Regions from separate parts of the Triticum aestivum genome. Here region 1 is linked to region 2. A link is a contact called in public Hi-C data. All regions are on one chromosome and are shown on one strand. The core of a region is the stretch at or near the end of the contact, and the rest is flanking DNA. Distances in the headings are between cores, read along the strand shown.

Region 1 (6,100 bases), core at 571-3,070, 200 kb before region 2:
GGATAGTGCTTAATCTAAATAGAGCACGTGTTTGTGTCCACAGTTAGGCATAAGTAATAGTACTACTAGTATTATATGACCAACTATATAAACTAAGGATTACGATTGATCCTATCATAATCGTTACTTAGCGGGGTACCCGTTTCTCCTAATTACTACTCAACGCTATTCCATCATTTTCTTTCTAGAGAATCTCACGATTCCACTGTTTCTTAAGTACTACTCCCTCCGTCCGGAAATACTTGGCATCAAAATGGATAAAATGAGATGTATCTACGGACGGAGGGAGTAGTAGTACCCCCTCCGTCCGAAAATACTTGTCATCAAAATGGACAAAAAAGAATGTATTTAGAACTAAAATACATCTAGATACATCCCCTTTTATTTATTTTGATGATAAGTATTTCCGGACGAAGGGAGTGTTGTTCTACTAGTTTTTTTAAAACATGGATGCTATTCTAGTTGAATCTATGCAACCCCGGGATGCCCTTTTCCATTCGTCCCGTGTCTCAGGGCATTCCATGTGAGCACTGCTGCTTTGAGCGTAGCTAGCCCCACCATGCATGGTCGCACGTACCATCTGTTTGTGTGTGTGTGTCTAGTGATGCTACTGCCGTATAGTTTTTTCCTAACTTGCAGAACTAATGACACGTCCGGAGAACGATAGTTTCACCGTTAATTCCAAACAAAGCAATGCTAATTCCAAATAAGATGACGGTTGACTAAAAACGTGAGGGTAGTTGCAATCCGAAATTAAAAAAACTAGGTACGTGTGGACTTTATCGAACTTTTAAGTTGGGGAGATAGGCTTGCATGCGTGGGACTTTTAACTAGCATACGTGGATCGTTCTAAACAACAGCTGTTGCCGTTCCTTGTCTTTGCATCATTGCATGCCTGCATGGAACATGCAACATAACTTGGGAGTACTTCCGGGAGTACATCCTTACCGGCGATGATGTCTGCGCCGCCGCTGATGAACTTGGACACGCTGTGGACGACGACGTCGGCGCCGAGCCGCGCGGGCGAGACGACCACGGGGGTGAAGGTGTTGTCCACCACCAGCTTGGCCCCGGCCTCGTGCGCCACCCGCGCCAGCATCGGGATGTCGGCGACGGCCAGCGTCGGGTTCGACATCGTCTCCACGTACACCAGCCGCGTCTCCCCCGGCCTTATGGCCGCGCGCACGGCCGCCTCGTCGTCCGTGTCCACGAACGTCGCCTGCACGCCAGAGGTGCGCGGCAGGAACCGGGACAGCAGCGCGTGGGTGCCGCCGTACAGGCAGCGCGACGCCACCACGTGCCCGCCGGCGCCCACCAGCTGCATCAGCACGCAGGAGATGGCCGACATGCCGGACGCCGTGCAGTAGGCGGCCTCGGTCCCCTCCAGCGCGGCCATCTGCCGCCCCAGCGCCAGCACCGTCGGGTTGAAGTGGCGGCTGTAGATGTACAGGTCGCCGCGCTCCGGGCCCAGCTCCCCCGTGAAGAGCCGGCGCATGGTGTCCGGCTCCATCACGGTGAACGTGGCCGAGGCCTCGATGGACATGTTCACGCCGCCGTGCTCGCCGAACTCGTGCCGGGCCGCGGCCAGTGCCGCCGCGGGGTCGGACTCCCGGCGGCGCGCCTTGGGCGCCTTCTCCTCCGTGCTGCCGTTGTCGTCGCCGAAGCCATCGTTCTGCGGGGGCGGGCGCTTGAGGAGGGTGAGGGGCTCGGCGGCGGCGAGGACGTGGGCCATTGGGATCGTAGGATGGATGACTGGATGTTTTTGCAGAGAAGAGAGCGCGAGCGAGATCGATCAAGAGCGGTGTGGGGAAGCGAGCAGGGGACGGTGCCAATTTATAGCCTATGATCAGGAATTCAGGTTCTGGCAGGTATAGTCCGGAGTTGGGAGAGCTGCGGAGCCGTGAACGTGGACAATACGGGCAGAGGATTGGAAGGAGGAACGTGCCGGAAAAAAAAAAGATCGTACGTTCTTTGTAAATTGTAACGTCAATAATAATGCATGACAAGTGTAATGTTGAGCATTTGTGCCAAAAGATCAGGAAATCGTAACGCATGCATCATGTTTTACTTCCTCCAACCTTTTATGCATATAGACGTAATTTAGAATGTAGGTTCACTCAGTTTGCTTCGTATGTACTCCCTCCGTTCGGTATTACTTGTCTCCGAAATGGATGTATCTAGAACTAAAATATATCTAGATACATCCATTTCTACGACAAGTAATTCGAAACGGAGGGATTAGTCAACATTGAAATCTCTTATATTTCTCCATGACTAATGAGAACCTTTTTCCCTCATGCAAAACAAAATCTCTTATGTATTCAATAAGGGAGTAAATTTATTGGACAGTTCGTAACAGCATACCAGGCTAATTTTGCCCTCTAACCGGCCGGCCAGGATGAATATGTACGTGCAGCGAACCAGGTTCAATGCACTTATGTTCGGCGGTGAAAAGAGACGGCGTCCATGTTCAATGAACCGAAACGCAGGCCTCCTATACTAAGGCGACCATTACAATAGCAGTCAAAATTGGCCGCCATGCATGCTAATTCTGGTACGTACTCCACAAAGATAGACGATTCGTGCAGATTTCGAATGAATCTGGCCGTGAATCTTCCCAAATCTGGCAGCAAAAGTGAGCATCCGAAGGCAAACCATATCAGGATGCTGCGTCTATCCGCATCTGGGCTCGCCACTTATTAGATGGATGCGTTCCATCACGATCACGGCGGGGTCATGAGTGTTTGACTGATCCTAGCTGGCCCATCGACAAGAAGGCAAAATCGTGTTCAACTTCTCCTTCCAAACCAAACGTATCGGCGTGCGTGTAATCACGTAACTGTGCAAGTTTTTTTTTTCCTTCTCCTCTTGAACGACGAACTCGATCACAGCCACATGTTTGGCAAATTTCGTAGTATAGGTTTTCTGATAGGAAACTGTAATGATGTGTTTAGTGCGGACTACCTGCATGTCTGGCAGGGGCGTTGTCCTTTAATAGGAATAATGTCCTCATGTTCTATCTCCGTTTCGATGATGTGTTTAGTGCGGAGGGTGTGTGGAAGTGTGTCTCCCTCGGATCTTGTAGGATTCGCTCAGTGTTCGTATTCGGAGGAATTGTTTGGATCCGGTCTTCGTTCGTCTTCGTTTGAGTGTTTACATGCTTGATCCTTCTCATCTACAATTTTCTTCATCAACGATGGTTGTTGCCCTGTTGCGCTGGTCCTATGAGGCCTTAACACGACAACTTCCCGATTGTCTAATATAACAAGGTTTACCTGACTCTGGTGAGGGAGAGACGATGACGGCGGCGCGCCTTCGGCTTGGTCCAATGCTTGTAGTCATTGCTAGATGGCCCATAGACATGATTGTAATTTTTGTTATCTCTATTGTTCTTCGTACTACCATGACCGAAGATAAATAGATTGGTAGTCTCTCGCAAAAAAAAAAACATTGCTAGTGCACACACAAATAAGAGAGTAGACAAAGAGAAAGTACATTAAATCTTGAAGGTGCACAAGTCTTCTTCTTCTAATATTTGTTCATTTAAAGGTGTTTTATGAAAGAAAAAGAAATGTTTTTTAGACAAAGAGAAAAACAACTACTTAATGAGTGGTATTTTTACACTCATCACATGTTGTTTCAAACCAGATTATCTTAGAAAATATGAGAAAATCACTCTGATAATGCTACTCATGACCAATGAATATGAGAGATCATGAAATTCTTTCTTTATTCTGTTTCCGTGGAACTTCTTTGATGTTTTTAGAGGCAATACCTCGCATTCATTAGTCATTAGTCATTAGTGGCAATATCTCACATTTATTAGTGAGATATTGTTTCATGTGAATGTCAAAAAATAGTCATTAGTGGTCTTATGTCACTAAATATTTGAATAATGATGTGAGATTTTAGTCATTAGTTATTAGACATTAGTGGCAATATTTCAATAAATATTTCACTAATGAATGCGAGAGATCAAATCTCTTGCATTCATTAGTCATTAGTCGCAATATCTCGCTCATTAGTCATTAATGGCAACATCTCACTAAATTTTGATTTGAGCAAGGACTCGTCGATGTTTTTATAGCAATTTGATATTGTAGTTTCCATAGAATTGTGCATTATTCTATTCGACTAAAAAATATTTTCTTAGAAGATACGTGGAGGTCCGCCTGTACGCTCATGGTGAAGCCACAAGTGTGTCCGAAGAGGCCGCACGCAAGCAACCCATTTATTTCCAGAGGATCAACTTCATCGATCTGTGAAGTCAAGAAGAAGTATCATATGTTAGGATGGTATCCTCCACCGGAGAATTCAAGTGGCTTGACTTTCCACATGTTCATACATGTGGTTGACTCAAAACCAATGCAAACTTTATGATAGTTATGTTCAGAGTGTTTATATCATACATATGCTATCGTTCAATGTTAATTATTCGCAATGCATAATTATGGCCGTTGTCGCTCTTTAGTTGATCGCTTCTTAATCTAATTGTTAGCATTCACTTGTACTAAGCGGGAATGTTGTCTATGCATCCAAATTCATGAAACCCAAAGATTCACCAAAAGAGTCCACCATATCTATGTACACTGGTGCTAAGATGTGTTATACAAACGGTTTTAACCCCTTTCCGCGATGGAGTTTTAAACCGTCGCGTTGCTAGTGTGTGCGATAGAGGCACCACTGCAGGATGCTGCTAACGCGACGCTACAATCAGAGACCATTTGACGAAACTATGTGCGATGCATTAATCACAAACGGTGATATAAAAAACCATCAAAAAGATGCAAAACATTTGCGATGGCGGATACATCAAACACGGTTCAGATTTTAGTTGCATGTGCGATGCGGGCGTACGGTTGATCCATACCAACTGTTTGCGATGATACAGAACAACAGAAATGGGCAGCCAGAGCAGCCACATCAAGGTGTACGGCATATAGTTCACCCCGATGAACTATTTGTGATGAGGCAGAACAACAGAAACGAGCAGCCAGATGAAGGTGTATGCGATATACGACATACAGTTCACTTCGATAAACTGTTTGTGATTAGGCAACACAAAAGAAACGATCAGCCAGGTGAAGGTGTGTGCGATATACGGCATACAATTCAGTCGGATGAACTGTTTGCGTTGAGCCAAGAGAAAAGAAATGGTTCAACTTAATAAGATGTGCGTGATATGCGGCAAACAAGTCTGTAATCAAAAATGTGTAGAAAGACCGATAACAACACAGATGATTCATGTTAACAAGTTGTGTGTGTTGTGAGCAAACGATTGCTAGTATACAATTATGAGTGATTGATGAAATCATCACCAACGGGTTCCATTGTTTGGTCCGTGTACGATGTGATTTGCCCTGTCTACAGAATGTCAACATATATACTTATAAGAACAACATTGCATAACCAAATTAAGCATACAATTACATAAGTGACTACACATATAACATTTTCATACACTAAAGTAAGCAATTACATGCATACTAAACTAGGAGTCTCATATTAAGGTCAAAATAGTACTACCAATATACGAGTCTCATATGATGCCATTTCAACGATTGTACCACAAAAGCTTGAAATATTACAAGGTTCAAATTCCATAGTTACATGGCTCAAATTCGATGATTACAAGGTTCAAACTGATATGAGAAATAAAATTTAGCTCATTCAGCTGCAAACGCCTGTGTTGATCAGCTGAACATGGATATAAGAGAGGTTCAAACCTCATCATTTCTGCAAAGAGATCAGCCGCTGACAAGTCATGTATGGGGTTGACACAATGACTTTCGATGACTCTGTCATATGCAGTTCCAATACGAAATTTAGCTTTTTTGGAGCCTTTTCCATTCTGCAATAGCTGCCGGTGCTGATCAACAAGCCATTCATTTTTTCGATATAAATGCATGTCCAACCTCATTACCTTCAGCACCTTTGCTCTGATAACAAAGAACCTAGCGAATATAATCTCCGGTAAGGTTCCTTGGTGGGAGTTCAAAATAATTTCTGAGAGATGCAGTGAAATTGCTAGTATTCAACTAGAGGGGGGGGTGAATAGGCGATTTTTAAGAAAGTCTTCAAAACATGAGTGCTTTGAAGA
Region 2 (5,827 bases), core at 827-3,326:
GGAAAAAAGGACAGAGGACGTCGGATCTTGATGATGGGTGGCTGGGACCGAGGACGAGCCTGGACGACCTGAGGCAGCAGCACAATAGCTCCGTCATGCTGGCGTCCGGCCGTTGATCCCTGGCACCACGGTAAGAAGGCATGAAGGAGAGGGAGCTCCCAAATGGCGACGGCGACCCGAGATCCCTTGCGTCGGCAGGGCCGTCGACCTTCATGAACCAGAAGTGATGGAGAAGCAGCATAGTAGTACAGGTCAATGTTTGAATGGATACTACTGAAATATGCCCCGGGAATCCAAAGAAAATAAGACATTGCCAAACAGCACATACAAGTTGACAGCACATAGGGACGTATTCAAGAAATCAAGCATGTGCTTTTCTTAGAGCTAGTAAATTAGTGATGTTATTCTCCGTACCAAAATTCTGATTAGCAAAAGTATTGGGCTAGCTGAGAAAATGGAGATTGTTTAACAAATAGTAGCATTATACATGTAATTTAATAAACATATGTTGCAACAGCATTGCTTCTCATAGCATCACCAAATTGGTGCATGCGCTTAGTTAGATAGTGGCGGTGTTTGTCTGTCTTTCAATCAATATACGGAAAATGCTTACAATTAGCATGAAGGGAAATACTCACGTCAAAATCCCATTCACTATAGAGGTCAGGATCATCTACATTCCCCCATATGTATGCATAGGCCATCATTGTATCCGCCGAATCCTGCAAATCCGAAGTACTCAATCCTCTTTCCGTGGAACAGTCTAGTGAAGAATTTCTATCTTAAGTGCCAAACGAAAAGTGGTCTTTCATGATAGAACAAAACCAATTGATAGCAGTTCTATCTGTGTGCCCCAAATAAGAAGGCTCAATCATGAAAAGGGGTGTCAGGATAATTGATTTGAACTAAACATTTCACTGAATTTTGCAGGTCATCATAAATCCGGCTACCCTGAGCTGAAGCAGAGACCTAGGCCAGCGAATGGACTTACAGTCAGTGAGATGCCAACAACTTCCCTCACATACTGTTCATCTTCAAATGTGTCCAGCACATTGAACTCCCCATCAGTGATCCCCTTCCAAACCTAGACACATGAACAGATTGTCACTCGTTCTGCACTTCAACCGTTCCATACTGACAGTACTCGCCATTGTTCACATCTTAACTTGCAGTGGACAAAATAAGAAATTAACAGCAAGTATACGGGATGTGTGCGCGTGGGATTGCATGCACCTTTCCGGGGACTTTGTTGCCGTCGACGGGGAGCATCGCTGGGTATACGCGGCCCCTGATGTTGAGCCTCTGGCTGCGACAAAAGCAACATGAGAATAGCGACATGGGGCGCAGAGGGAGAGGGAGAACACATGACGAACACCGGGAGGAGTGGACACTCACCTGGGCGAGAACCACCGCGAAGGACATCCCCGGCGACAGTGCGAGGTCCTGCACGTCGTCATCGGCGTCCTTACCGTCACCTTCGCCGCCCTCTCCTCTCCGAGCGAACAACAGTCGCCGGCGCCGCCGCAGGTGAATCCCCTTCCGCGGTCGGGAGCGCCGGGAGGCCGAGTCGGTCGAGGACGCGGAGGAGGAGGCCCTGTTGGCCTCCGGGGAGTCACCGGCGATGTGGGCGGCCCCGTCCATCGAAAGGGGGCCCGCTGGAGTTGAAGCCCTGCCGCTGGACCTCCTCCCGCGCCTTGTAGATCGCCTCCATGTCGTCCCCAAAACATAATCCGGCCCCTACCTCGCCTCCTCGACCGGATCTGGCCAGAGATTGCCGCCGCCGCGCCCAACATCGTCTGCATCGCAGCCCCATCTCGCTCGGAACCGGCGAGGAACGCCGCTGCCATGTACTTGGAGTTGAAGCTCCGCCGCTGGACCTGCTCCCGCGCCTCCTAGATCGCCTCGGCCTCGCCTCCTCGACCGGATCGCCTCGGCCTCGCCTCCTCGACCGGATCGCCTCGGCCTCGCCTCCTCGACCGGATCTCGCCGGAGATCGCAGCCCCCGCGCCGGGCATCGTCTGTATCGCGGCCAGCCTCAACCTCCAGCTCGTCTCGCTCGCCAGCAATTGAATAACAAAACGCAGGGTCCTTTTTGTAAGAACAACGTATATCATATATCCACTTAAAAAGGAACTGCGGGTTGAATACCAGAAACAATAGGGACTATTTTGCAAAATCGCTAGCGACGACGGACGACGGAAACCCAATTTTCTTTATTATTATATATAGGTAACTTTGTATTTTGCAAATACAACTAAAATCCAAATTTAAGTACCATATTCTATTATCATGCATGTACTCGTACTCTGTTCGGCAGAGTTTTACATCATCCCCACCAGCTACGTACTTGTAGTATCAAGTCCATGTCCAACACGTAGGTGTACTAGTATATTTGGTTCAAATTTAGGTGTGGCAGCTGCCAGGCCTTGCCAGATAGCTGGCTCCGCCACTGTTTGCTGTAAGGGTGCATTGTGCTGTGAGTTAAACTGGATCGAGAGTCTAACACCCAACATCTTGATGCTAGGAAATTTCATACCCTAAAAAAAGAACTACGAAAACCATTTTTTTAGATTTTTTTTCAAAGTTTCTTCATTCGATCGGTAGGCACCAAACGTCAAACGACGTATACACCGACCCGAACCCGCCTCGTGAGGCCCACGAACATGGCCCTATCGATCAGTGACGCACGCACGCACCACTTTCGTCGAAATCGTCAGACGGGACAGCGCGAGAACTGCAGAGAGAGGAAAAAAAGGAAGAGGAAAAAGGAGAAACCCGGAGGCCGGAATCCCAATCGATCGAAGGAAGCAGAGCTGGGGGATCGCAGCGGCGGCGGCGGCGGGGGGAAGAGCCGGAGGGGAGCCGTGGAGCGATCAGGGGGGCATCTGCGCCCGATGTGGGCGTGGGGCCTCGCCGAGCGCGCCGTCGCCGGCCTCCTCGGCCCCGCCGGCGCGAATGGCGGTCGCTGGAACACCGCCGTCGCCGTCGGGGTCACGGCCGCGGCCGGCATCGCGCTAGTCGCCATCGTCGTCTCCTCCCGCAGGTTGGCCACCGCCAGACCCAAACCCTCCCCCCCTTCTGCCAAAGGTGGTCCTGTGCTTCGTCCCCTTAGTTGCATATGCGCGCTCTGGATGCAGGGGCGGGATCAAATCGCCGTGGCGGCGGCGGAGGAAGCCCGCGCTTGGGCCCAAGGAATGGCGTAGCTTGTTCACGCCGGAGGGGAAGTTCTACGACGGTGGCGTCAAGCTACTGAAGAGAGTTCGGAACGGAGTAAGATATAGTGAAGCTTAGTTTGTTTGTTACAGTATTTCCTTGCTATCTTGTGAGTTCCTGATGTAGCTTACAAAGTCATTATATTGAGCTGTCTGCTTTCGTGACAGGGGGTTGAGCCGAGCATCAGAGCAGAGGTCTGGCCGTTCCTTCTTGGAGTGTAAGTACTCTAGACATTGTGATCCGAGGACAGATTTAGCTATGCTTGCAGATGTATACTTAGATCCACGAGATACTTGCACATGAGGAACTCATGCTAACATCGTTTTGTATTTTTAGCAACAGATTCTGTTGATGTTCCTTTTTTTACATGATTCATCTTTTCTGCATTTGAGTGAGGCTTTATACTTTATAATTAACTGTTTCAGTTTTGGGACTTGAACAGAACATAGATAGGGCCAACTTAAGAGAGGCATACTCACTTTTGTACTTTTTGTTAGTATGTAAATGTGGAAATTAGTGTTTTCCACAGGATTTTCCCAGGCTACCTGCCCCCCGCTCCTGTTCATTTGTAGTATCAAAACTATTGCGTGCAGTTTTAGATTGATTCTAAACTAAGTAGATGAAGGAAAACTTACGAATACACCAATTTTGCACATAGTTCAGCCTTCTCTGGTAGGCACAGTAAGAGATACATCGTGGAAATTTTATGTACTTAGTCACATGTGCGTTTTTTTTGGGGTAGTCAGAGTGTTTACCTCGAGTAATTGGAATTTTTGACTCTCGTGCAGTTATAGCCTGAATAGTTCAGAAGCTGAAAGGGAAGCAATTAAGGCCCATAACAGGTACACCATTTTTTCAACCATCTATGTTTCATGACTCCAGTCCATGGTTGCCCACAGTCTCACTATAGTTTTCTTTACCACTACAGAAATACATTGCTCCTTAATTAAGGAACACTTAAGTGTTTGCAAATGTTATTTTCATGGGGTCTAGTGTAAAACATGACAATGTTGGATGATTTATGTAGGAAGGGATATCTGCTCTTGAGGAAACATTGCCTGCGAAAAAACAATAAAGAAAGCAAGCGATCAGTCAATCACAAAGAGAGCATTAGTTCAGGCAAAGTCAAAGAATCTGTTACTTCTGTTGGATCTGGAGAACCTGAAAAAGTAAGCGTGGATGATCATATCACGAGTGAGGAAGAAAATCCTTGTGTCATTTTAGAGCAAGAAATGCAGGATAAGACAGGTAAAGCAATTCCAGAGAATCAGGCGGATGAAAGCCTCTGTTCATCTAGTTCACGTGATGAGGATGAGAGTGAGAAAAGTGATGTGACCGATGTGGAAGCATCCCGTGATGATGTCGCCTCTGTGGACCAGTCTTCAGTTGAGGATGAAGAAGAAAGTATGCCCCTGCCCAAATATTCAAACACAGGAGGAAATATAGAAACTGAAACTAAGTTATCTAAGATTGCCCGTCCTGTGAAGTCTGCACGGACAGTTGAGGATTTTGAGACATGGCAGCGGATAATTCGTTTGGATGCAGTTCGTGCTAATAATGAATGGGTTTCCTACTCTCCATCGCAAGCTGCGGTTACCAGAGAGAAGGCAATTGAATCTGCTTCAGCTGTTTGTCTCAAAGACTATGAGCACTTGGAAGCACATAGGATCCATCATGCGTCACGTCTTGTTGCAATACTTGAGGCGTACGCAACCTATGACCCAGAAATCGGTTATTGCCAGGGCATGAGTGACCTCCTTGCACCTCTCCTTGCTGTGCTGGAGGAAGACGATGAAGCCTTCTGGTGCTTTGCCGGTTTCATGAGGAAAGCCCGCCACAACTTCAGACTCGATGAAGTGGGTATTCGCAGGCAACTCAACATGGTCTCCAAGATAATAAAAACCAAGGACTTCCATCTTTACAGGCACTTGGAGATGCTTGAAGCTGCAGACTGCTTCTTCGTCTATAGAATGGTGGTTGTGATGTTCCGGAGGGAGCTCACCTTCGAGCAGACCCTCAGCCTGTGGGAGGCGATGTGGGCCGATCAGGCAGCGAGGCGGGCTGGGATCACAAGATCATCCTGGAGAAAACTTCAGCTTGGAGCCCCTCCAACTGATGACCTGCTGCTGTATGCAATTGCAGCCAGTGTACTGGAGAAGAGGAAATTGATAATAGAGAGCTATAGCAGCATGGATGAGATCATTAGGGACTGTAACAGCATGGCCGGGCAGCTGGACATTTGGAAGCTCCTGGACGACGCCCATGATTTAGTGGTGACCGTACAAGACAGGATCGAGTAGCTGGGATCTGCCCATGCTTATATCTGTATGATTGGTCCTGGCAGTTATCACGTTATCATATGTCTGTTATATACAATATCTTGTATGAGGTTATGGATAGAAACATTTTTGGTCTTGTTTTCTGGTGTGCCCTCTCTCTGCATGTGACTGTTCTTTGCACAGAGCAGATTTGTGGATCTTGTCATCTGTTGCTACTTCTTGGACTGTGGATGCTGGATACAATTTGGTCTTGCAGTGTTTTTTTTCCGAAACGGAGGCAAAAGATTTGCCTCATCGATTAAATAAGAGAGAGTAGATAAGAGTGTTACAACAAC

Evidence for each region. A called contact is a pair of places that touch in the nucleus more often than the background predicts.
Region 1: a contact with region 2 is called in a Hi-C map of leaf, with 2.6 times the contacts expected there. The contact joins the promoter of LOC123124488 here to the promoter of LOC123124424 in region 2. A contact is called at or near these places in 2 of 5 Hi-C or Micro-C datasets (both in leaf).

The regions. Positions count from the first base shown.
Region 1 is chr1B:363,762,340-363,768,439 of IWGSC CS RefSeq v2.1, reverse strand. LOC123124488 (methionine gamma-lyase) reads right to left here and starts at 1,820. Exons shown (of 2, transcript XM_044545099.1): 1 at 949-1,820. The coding sequence starts at 1,732.
Region 2 is chr1B:363,558,550-363,564,376 of IWGSC CS RefSeq v2.1, reverse strand. LOC123124424 reads right to left here and starts at 2,076. Exons shown (of 7, transcript XR_006461081.1): 1 at 1,396-2,076; 2 at 1,234-1,306; 3 at 992-1,084; 4 at 639-722; 5 at 1-208. LOC123124406 (rab GTPase-activating protein 22) reads left to right here and starts at 2,649. Exons shown (of 5, transcript XM_044545023.1): 1 at 2,649-3,043; 2 at 3,138-3,270; 3 at 3,381-3,430; 4 at 4,002-4,055; 5 at 4,241-5,697. The coding sequence starts at 2,664. The coding sequence ends at 5,513.